2 separate regions of the Hordeum vulgare genome follow, and region 2 is linked to region 1. Evidence: chromatin contacts called from public Hi-C data. All regions are on one chromosome and are shown on one strand. Each heading gives the region's core, a stretch centred on a gene start, on an enhancer-like site or on the middle of the called end of the contact. The rest is flanking DNA. Distances are from core to core; before and after follow the strand shown.

Evidence for each region. Hi-C and Micro-C count contacts between places; a contact is called where the count stands out from the background.
Region 2: a Hi-C map of leaf shows a contact between it and region 1, with 2.4 times the contacts expected there. The contact joins two enhancer-like sites. A contact is called at or near these places in 2 of 6 Hi-C or Micro-C datasets (leaf and seedling).

What each region holds. Positions count from the first base shown.
Region 1 is chr6H:298,915,858-298,920,642 of MorexV3_pseudomolecules_assembly, reverse strand. No RefSeq gene overlaps it. Among protein-coding and RNA genes, the nearest start is that of LOC123406600, 370 kb to the right of the region's middle. Within about 2 kb of position 2,657, at least 1 of the 3 cell types and tissues checked has open chromatin away from gene starts, as enhancers often do. A contact at or near this core is called in leaf, where this site is marked.
Region 2 is chr6H:299,022,134-299,026,918 of MorexV3_pseudomolecules_assembly, reverse strand. No RefSeq gene overlaps it. Among protein-coding and RNA genes, the nearest start is that of LOC123406600, 480 kb to the right of the region's middle. Within about 2 kb of position 2,663, at least 2 of the 3 cell types and tissues checked have open chromatin away from gene starts, as enhancers often do. A contact at or near this core is called in leaf, where this site is marked.

The DNA.
Region 1 (4,785 bases), core at 1,408-3,907:
ATACTCTATATTCCTAGGGAATGGTATACTCTAATACTTGTGTGTTTGAAAACATTTTCCTTTCTATTGGTCTGTTTGACGTGACAGTCACCTTTTCCTTCCCATTGGCTAGTTTAACCTTTCTTGATTTTGAAGTTATCTAAGCAGTGTCAATTCCCTTCTTAGGTAAAAACCTCGGTGAACAACTCTGTCAGTAAGACCCTGTTACTATTGTGGATAACATTCCGGTAGCCGCCGGTGGACGAGAACCTTGCCTATTGGTCCGCCATGTTACAGCGAGCAGGAACATGGTTCTATTCGTCCCCCTCCCTTGGTACCGATGTTGTTGCCAACATAACTGACAGGTTATCCTCTGACATGTCTTGCTATCAATAGCGTGCAAGATGTCACCGCTCTGCCTACTCTTGGCCCACATGATGGGCCCATAACCCAAAATTTCACATGATCGAAACCTCACTCTCCTGTACATCTTTGAATCTAAAGTATCCTTTACACTTGGCTTCGTGTATAAATTTCCCAAGCCACCGTCCAATGGGCCGATCTATTCTTGTATCACACGCAATATTTATTTCGTTGCTCTAAACCCCCCCTTTTCATATCTGTTTAGGCATCAAACGATTGCCTAATCTTTGAAACCTTTGTACCATCACGTATTATTCCCAATGAATTATGTGAGTTACAACTTGAGGAATAATTCATATCCTCTTATGTGAGTTCTGTGAGATGCCCAACTTTGTGTAGGTATGTTCTTCCAACATTTTTCTCTATTATCACATTTGTAGTACGATGAAGATCCCGAAGGAAGGATGATGAATTTATCAGGATGACCTAAGTCAGAGAATTGAAGACTTCAACGAAAGGGATCAACTTCTTCAAGAAGAGCAACCGAGACAAGAAGACTCGTTAGAATCTTGTATCTAAACGTTTCCCCCTTACCTCTACCTCTTAATTCTCGGGGCGAGAATTTCTTTTAGTGGTGGAGAGTTGTGACGCCCCGGTAGTTAAGCTATAGTAACAACACACTAATGGTGCCATGTCATCGAGTTTAACTAAGTTAAGTTCCCACTTGATAAAAATCAAAGCCAATTTCAAATCAAAAGTAAAGTCAAATAAATCATTTCATCAAACAGTAAAATAAAAATGTTGGCTGAGTTGAAAATATTGATTAAGTAATTTTCATGTTGAAACAAGCATCATTTGACTCACAGATAAACCCTAGGAAATTGATAAGTTGTTCAACCGCAAACAACTAGATCATGTTAAATTCTAAAAATGTTTAAACCTTTCCAAATGGCCCCAAATTTTCATGGAACTTAGAAATATTGTCTAGTAATTGTATGCCAAATACCATGAGTGAAAAAATTCAATTGATACATCAAATAAATACAACACCGAAACTATAAAATAAGGCACATAAATAAAATAAAATGAAAGAGGCATAGTTTACTGGGCATTTTGACCCATCTAGCCAATTGGCCAGCCCAGCCCACCTCACCTCTCCTTCTTCCTCGCTACAGCAGACGGGGGATGCGTGGCAGCCATCCATGTCCGTCATGGATGCGTGGAGGCCATCCGGGCCCCAAACCCCCCTACTACCACCCTCCGGCGCCCCCTCGGAACCCTAGCGCCAACCCAGCCCCCACTGGATCCCTCCTCCCATGCCCCTCTGCTCACGCCGCAACACACCACGCAGAGAGGAGCAGAGCCCCCCGCCCCCTCCACATCGGCGTCTCGCCCCCGACCCCGCGTTGTCGTTCGCCGTCACCGGCGCCCGCCCACACCGGTGCCACCTCGCCGGACCCTCCTTCCTCGCCGCCTCCCCGACCCCGTCGCCCTCGCGCCCTCTGCCACCTTCTACACTGGATTGTGAGCCCCCCACCTCCTCCTTCTCCCTCCGGTCCGGCGCCCCCTCCCCTCGCTCCCGCGCCCCCGTCCCTGGCCACTTCTTCGGCCGATCGACCCTCCGCTGTGGCCATGACCTCGCCCCGCCATGCGCCCTGGCCGCGCTAATCGCATGCCGGCCTCGCCCGCGCACTGCTCGCCGCCACCACCGCTTCTAGGTCCTGTCGCTCCCTGCTGCGCCTGCCTGCTGCTGATGTGGGTTGCTAATGCCGCTTGCCGCCGCCGCCCGGAGATGTTGTTGCTGCTGCTGCTGCTGTGCGCGTGCACTCGTGCGTGGCCTCGCTGCAGCCTGGCTGAGTCCGCTTGTGTCACTCGCAGCCGCCCCTGTCTGCTCTTCTTGCCGAGTGCAGCCGTTGCTGCTTGCCACTGCATCTTGCTAGCTGCGTCGCTGCTGCTCTACATGGTACTCGCCGTTGATGCTTGCCGTCGGCTAGCGCTGCTTGCTGCTACTGCTAGTGCGCCGCTGTTGCTGCCCCTCCGCTACCGCTGCCGCTCCTGCTAGGTGTCGTTGCTGCTGTTGCATGCTGCTACCAGCGGCTGCTTCTGCCGCTAGCCATGGCCATGGCCAGCCCACGGGTGTGCCTCGTGTGTGTGGTGTGTGAGTCGGTTTGCGTGTGTCTGCACAGCCACGGCCGGCTGTGCCACCGGCCGGCCGTGAGCTTATTAATTTATGTTAGATTAGGTGCTAATTAGTCTAGGCCAAGTAGGGCCCCTTTAGTTAGTAGTTTAATTATTTATTTTAGATAGCCTTGGCCCAATGACATGTAGGCCCCCAAATTAAATAAGTTAGATATATGTATTTGTTTAGGTATAATATATGACATGTGGGGTCGATTCCTTTTAATTAAAAAAAGATTTTAAAAAATAAAATGTTTAATTAATTAATTAATTCGTGGTCTAACTAATTAGCTTAATTAATCTGGCTAGTCTATGACACGTGGGTCCATTGACCTTGTTGACGAGTCACACTTTAACTCGTCAACTGCTCACAAGGCATGCTCACTGGACCCTGATCTCACTGTTATAGACTATGGCTTCAGTTGCACTAGTTGAGAAAAGAATACCCTATTTATTTTTTACTTAAATAATTCCTAAATATTGTTAAATCTTTGTAAAACCATAGAAATTAAACCATAACTCCAATGAAAATATTTTGAACATCAAAGTTGACCAAAAAAACGAGGCGACCCCGGATACGATGTTCGTTCGTATGTCACGTGTCCCTAGCAATGACGTATAGTACTGCATTAACTCATGCCTAGCGCTACATTTCCCCATGTCATATTTTGTGATGCATTTGATTGCCCTGTTATTTATTGTGTTTCCGCTACGCTACTTCCTTTCCAGTAGACCCCGAGACCGATGATGATCCGGTGATCAACTACTTCCCGGTCGAGGATCCATTTTTGTCTGCAGAGCAACCAGTCAAGCAAACCCCCTTGATCATTCCTATATCACCTATTCTTTCTCCCTCATGTTTGCATTAGAATTTTGCTACTGTTGTAGTTAGCTCCTATATCTGATGCATAGCCTGTTTTTGATAAAACTGCTACATTATTCTACTGCACCTTAAAACTGTTTAGTATAGGTGGAGCAGTCATCCCCTTGCCCCCTTAGTCCAGTTGCCCTCGCTTTATCATCAAGTCTCGATCAATTGATCGACGAGCCAAGACCCGACACCACACTCACACCCCCCTTAGTTGTATAAAGTTGCAGAGCTACTATCGAGTACCGAGGGTGATACCTCGTTACGTACTCTGATGTTAGCGTTGTAGTGTAGTTGTCCGGTGATGCATAACTTAGCATAGTTCTGATGTCAGTCTTGCGATTATTTTGGATGAGTACTCACCGTTGGTTTGCTCCCCCTTTTCCCCTCGATCCATTGCTCCGACCAGATGATGGAGCCTAGGAGATGGTGTTCCCCCCCGCCGCCGACTGCTATCCCGACGGTGCCTACTACGTGGAAGGCGGTGACTACCAGGAGTAGTTAAGGAGGTTCCCAGACAGGAGGCCTCACCTCGTTTGATTGTTGTATCTTTTGTGCTAGCCTTCTCTAAGACATTATCATGTTTCATGTGTGTACTCCGATATTTGTTGCTTCCGCTAACTCGTGAGTTTATCGAGCTTCTGTATTCTAGCCCTCGATACCCCTAGCTTGTAATATGAAGCTTGTATGTTTTTATTTGTGCTAGAGTTTTGTTGTGATATCTTCTCGTGAGTCCTTGAGCTTGGTCGTACACATTTACGTGTATGATTAGCGTACGATCAAATCGAGGGCGTCACGAAGCATATGCACCTTCAGCTCCATCTCCAGCATCAACTTATGCACCTCCAGTATCCACTCCTCCAGCTCCAAGACATTCTGCACAAGACTTCGCGGACGCTCTTCTGTCAACCCCATCATTAGCTACTCAAGGAACGAGTAACTCTATACTTTTTGAACTTTTTGGTAACTTGTTGTCAAAGGGGGAGAAATATATAGATCATAGACTTCATGTGAGAGAGAGAGCTTTTGATTTATTTGCTCTCGTTTGGTTTCAAAACCTTGATATTTTGGATGACTTTATCTTGTGTGTAATCATACGCTTTATCTTGTGTGATGCTACATTACTATCTTTTAGCTATCCTTGTGATGATCATTCACTTATCTTGTTGGTGTCATGTGCTTACTATTCATTCTTATCTTGTTTACGCGCCACCAAGATGTATGTGACATGGAAGAGTGACCCATGATCCTAATTGATTGTGCATTTGCATTCAAATCCAAATTTTAAATAATGCAAAAATTTAGGGGGAGCTCTTGCTTTTTACATACTTCTCAAAGCGTCGATGCTAATCATTGATTATATTTTTTGTGGAAGCTTTGATCTATATGTTGTCATC
Region 2 (4,785 bases), core at 1,414-3,913, 110 kb before region 1:
GATGCTATAAATGCAACTAAATATTCCCTCAAAAAAATGCAATTACATATATTTATCACCGCATTGTTGTATTGATTTCCCTGAGAAAGTTTGTAATTTATGCTGATTTGAAGCATCATGCTCCATCTTTCATCTTGCATCTCCACTAAATTTATGACTTGCACATGTGCACCACATTCAGTTTGAAGCTATCGACAATGGAGAGCAGACTTGTGACTGAAAACACAATATTTATGCTCTTTCCAGTTGGCCCAACCACTTATGCAATTTTAAACTTTAGCATGCACACCACAATGCATAACCGTGTATGATGTGGGCTGTAACAAGCAAAAAATTGAAGTGTCATGAATGAGGAGGACGTTGGCTACCATTGTCTTTCGCTCTACTAAATTTGGATGGAGGGGGTATGAGGTGATGTTGAGGGCTTACATGGAGAGACGGAGAAAATGCAACAGCTTCCGGATCACAAGCGCCTCATAATTTCCTGCTGGTTCTTAGCGCATGTAGGGGCACCCTCGAATCCGCCTCTGCTCCAGCTCCATCCTTAATCCACCACCTGCTCCAGCTCCTTTTCAATCCGCCTTGAACCCCTTGATTTCTCATATGGATGGCTTGTCATATCCTGAAACTAAGCATCATGAACAAACTTTAGTACTATCTTAGATGGAGAATTATGGAGGTATACTCTACAGGAAAGTACCGACATGAAGTTGAGTAGTGGCGTTAGAGACATAGATCTAAAACTTGTAGGCTCAATAGTTGGTAGGAAACTCTCTTTTAGTTTGATAAAATGTTTGTAGACTTCTTTAGTTAGCAAGTGCTACCAGCTAGCACCATGGCCATTTATGCTTGGGTCCGTTGAACATGCTATGATATTAGTACAAAATAAATATTTTCTGACAAGTACAAAGTAAATAATGAATGAGCAGAAGTGTTAATTTTAATCAATCAAAAGCATACAACATTACAGCCCTCCGGCGAGCCCAGACCTGTCTCTGTAAATGTATCAAATACTGTCTACACATTTTGTATACCATTCTCTATTCTAATCTCAATTTTAGCTTATTAAAATCAAATTTTATCTACTTTTTTTTGAATGCATACGAATTTATCTATGAAAATATGTAGCACTTAATTGTTATATGACTTTTAAAAGCAGCTTGGCTAAGCCGTCAACGGTGTCGGTCCGCATATACTAAGAATATGGTGGAGTGCTTGAGTCCATCGTCAGCGTCAACATTAAAATTCGAACATTGGGTTGCGAACTGGCTCCGACCTCCGAGTTAGAACACAGTAAGGATAAGCAGGCTAACCACGAAAACTGCAGCAGCAAAATCATATGCTCCTCGATTCTAGCACTTGCCTAGCTGATATAGTTCAAGCAAGAAAAATATATTCAGTAACCTAAAGTGGAAACCTATTAAAAAGTAGGGGGCTTGATGTTAAGCAATGGTTTCAGGTAACTATCAGGTTCAACCACTATGCTACCTTTTAGTAACCATGGAAGATGATTCAGGTCTCAAATGAGACATAATCAAGTAAACGCAATAAGCAGAATTCAAATAAAGCAACATCTCTAGGACTGTCTTCTGAAAAACATAAATGGAAGACCTGGTAAACTTTTCAAGAGTCACTACACCTTTTACAAAGAATCAATCAGCTATCATATATTTTTTGACGGGCTACGACTATCATATTCAACAACCAGAATGATGTACGTGCATGTTCTTATTTTACTATTTAAATCCTTGAGGCTCTCTCCTCATCTTGTTTCAAAATAGCTCCTTGTTAACACTTCTTCTATTCATAGTTTGGTAGTTTCTTGAGAACAATATCTCGCAGAGAAACACCTCCCGAAAATAAGCATACTATAATTAGAAGAAGCTTCTGTGGTTATGAGATGCACATTCAAAAAGCAAGATAAGCTTATGATTCCCCGAGTTGTTCCTTTGTTTGCTTTTTTCCTTAATGGTAGGTACTCTGTCGCTGATGGTTTTTTAGGGCTTCGGCATTCAAACTCCAGAGAGCTATCATAGTTATATCACACCACAAAATAGACCGTCTTTCACAAGAAAGCAATTAGTATCTCACTTCAGTTGATGAGTTACTCTCTCTTTACATACTCTCTGCATCATATGTGCTGGTGGTGCCACACTGCAACTGTCAAATAATCAATCTATGTTAACTACTCTCCTGCTTGGTACCCACACCAAACAAGGATTTCCATTTTGCTAGTTTATTATTGTGTTAGTCACCCATAGAGCAATGTGATACCGATACGGTAATAACTATTCATTATACTATTGGTCGCTAGATTATTTTCAGTTCAGTAGGTGTCATTCTGAAATGTCATATTCCACGACAAACCATTAAGTTTTAACATAGAGATAACAATGCATTAATTGGAAAAACACAAAAAATACATGTAGGAATCTTATACACACACAAGTAGAAGTACCTTGGTGCTCGGGAACACCGGCGAGGCTTGGTGCAGGAATGCTCGTCATGGCCATGGCGGCTGGCCGCTAGTGGGTGGACCTGCTCCGTGCAGCCATGGTCGACTCCTACACGTCTTTCAGCGACCGAGTCTTAGGGACGGCTACAGCAAACAACAACCTCACTAAGTCAGGGCGAGCAGATGACATGGCAGAGGAGGAACCCCCTTCCAACAATTAGGGACACAAGCGCGTCATCACAAGGCCACCTCGGACCAAGCAACCCAACCGCAGGTTCGTGGGCTCCGAATGGTGGAATTGTACTTAAGCTTTCTCACGCGACTTGTTGGGCATCCATGAGGATCAGGCAAAGGCACGACAACAGTGGCTTTACTTTATTTCTTCTTCCTTCTCTCTGTAACCCCATTATGTACAAGAGATGAAACTGTGAGAGAAATACTAGATCCCAATCTAGTGCCTAACATCGTGGTATCAGCTAGCCACCTACCACCCTCCGCCCCACCGTCTCCACCGTCTTCCGTTGCCGCACTGGAAACCCGCAGCCAAAAGCACGCGTGCGACGCCTTCTTCGCCACCATTGATCCGGTGCTGAAGGCGTACCTCGACAAGATGAACGACGATGCGGCCGCCCGCGCCGCCAAGCAGGATGTCGACAACAAGGCCATCCTCAAGGCTGTGGCAACGCAATCCGCATGGATCGACGCCCTCATCTCCTGGAAGCCAGAGTTGAAGGCGTGATTCGCTCAGTTGGACCTCTCCGTCGGGAACCTTCAAGCCGTGCCCACCAGCGAATCTGCGTCGCTTGCAACCTCTCCCCTTGTCGCATGCGAGATCCAAGGGCAACCAAGCCACGACGTGTTACATCATATCAGGGGACCTCCGACGGTGACTGTGGAGTCACCGGCGGTTTCCCCGGTCACAGGTACGACCTTGTCCCTACCCTCGAATTCCTCTCCACTTCCTTCACAAGTGCTCGCGGTGATGGGGCAAGCTCCATCCCCGATCTCGTTTCCCAGCTTCGCTGGCAAGAATCCGCAGCTCTGAAAACTCTGTCAGAGTAGTATTTTCAAATGTTTGTCGTGCAGGAATCGTACTAGATACCCATGGCAATCCTGAATTTCTCGGATCTGGCTGCCATTTGGCTGCAATCCGTGCGGCGCAAGATCTCTGGTCTTGCGTGGGAATCATTCACAGCTCTGCTTTGCACTCGATTTGGGCGTGACAGACACCAACTTCTCATTCATCAGTTTTATGCTATCCGTCAGACTGAATCTGTTGCTTATTTCATTGAACGCTTTGAGACTTTGATGAATCATATGATCTCTTACTTTGAACTGACACACCCGTGTTTCTTTCTTACACAATTCATCGAGGGACTGTGGGCGGATATTCGGGTAGTGGTGCTCATTCAGAGGCCACCTAACCTTGACACGGCATGTTCCCTTGCACTGCTCCACGAGGAAGTTGCAGATGGGGAGAACACCTTGTGCGCTGCACCCAACCGTGCACCAGTGCCACGCGTGATGGGGGTCAGCACTCTAACTTTTCCGTTGGGAACTGCAAAACTATCAGCGTCTGCAACCAAATCAGAGGATCATAAGGGCACAAAGGCAGCGCGAGCGGGAGCAGAGAGTAGTAAGATCGGAGCGTTACGCTCTTTCAGACGCTCTCGGGGACTACGTTTTAAATGTGGTGAACGCTGGGGCAAGGATCATACATGTCCAACAATAGTGCAGATGCATGTGGTAGAGGAACTGTGGGAGCTCTTCGCGGCAGAGGAGGTGCACGCTGACACCAAACCCGAATCAAATGAGTTGGACGAAGACAATCTTTGTACCATCTCAAAGCAAGCAGTTGATGGGTCGGCTGGACTGGGAGTGCTGCAGCTGCATGCGTGGATTCAAGGGGAGGAAATGTCTTTGCTGGTTGACTCGGGCAGCTCTTCCTCGTTCGTCGACCATCGCCTCGCAGCCAAACTGAAGGGAGTATGCAAACTACCCAAGACATGCAAAGTTAAAGTGGCTGACAGTGTTGTGTTGAATTGTGACAACTTCATACCACATTGCCAATGGACGTCTCAGGGGCATGAGTTTATCACAGATTTCAAGCTTCTTTCCCTTGGAGCCTATGATGCTATCTTAGGGATGGACTGGCTCAGGAAGCACAACCCGATGCATATTGACTGGGAGGCACAACATATGACAGTTACAGCTGAAGGGGGATTGATTGAATTACAAGCTGTTCGTAGCAACCGTCAATAGTGTTTTGCTATATCATCTCAAAAACTATTGACTACATGCAAGCAAGGGTGTGTAGCTTTTGTGGTCCA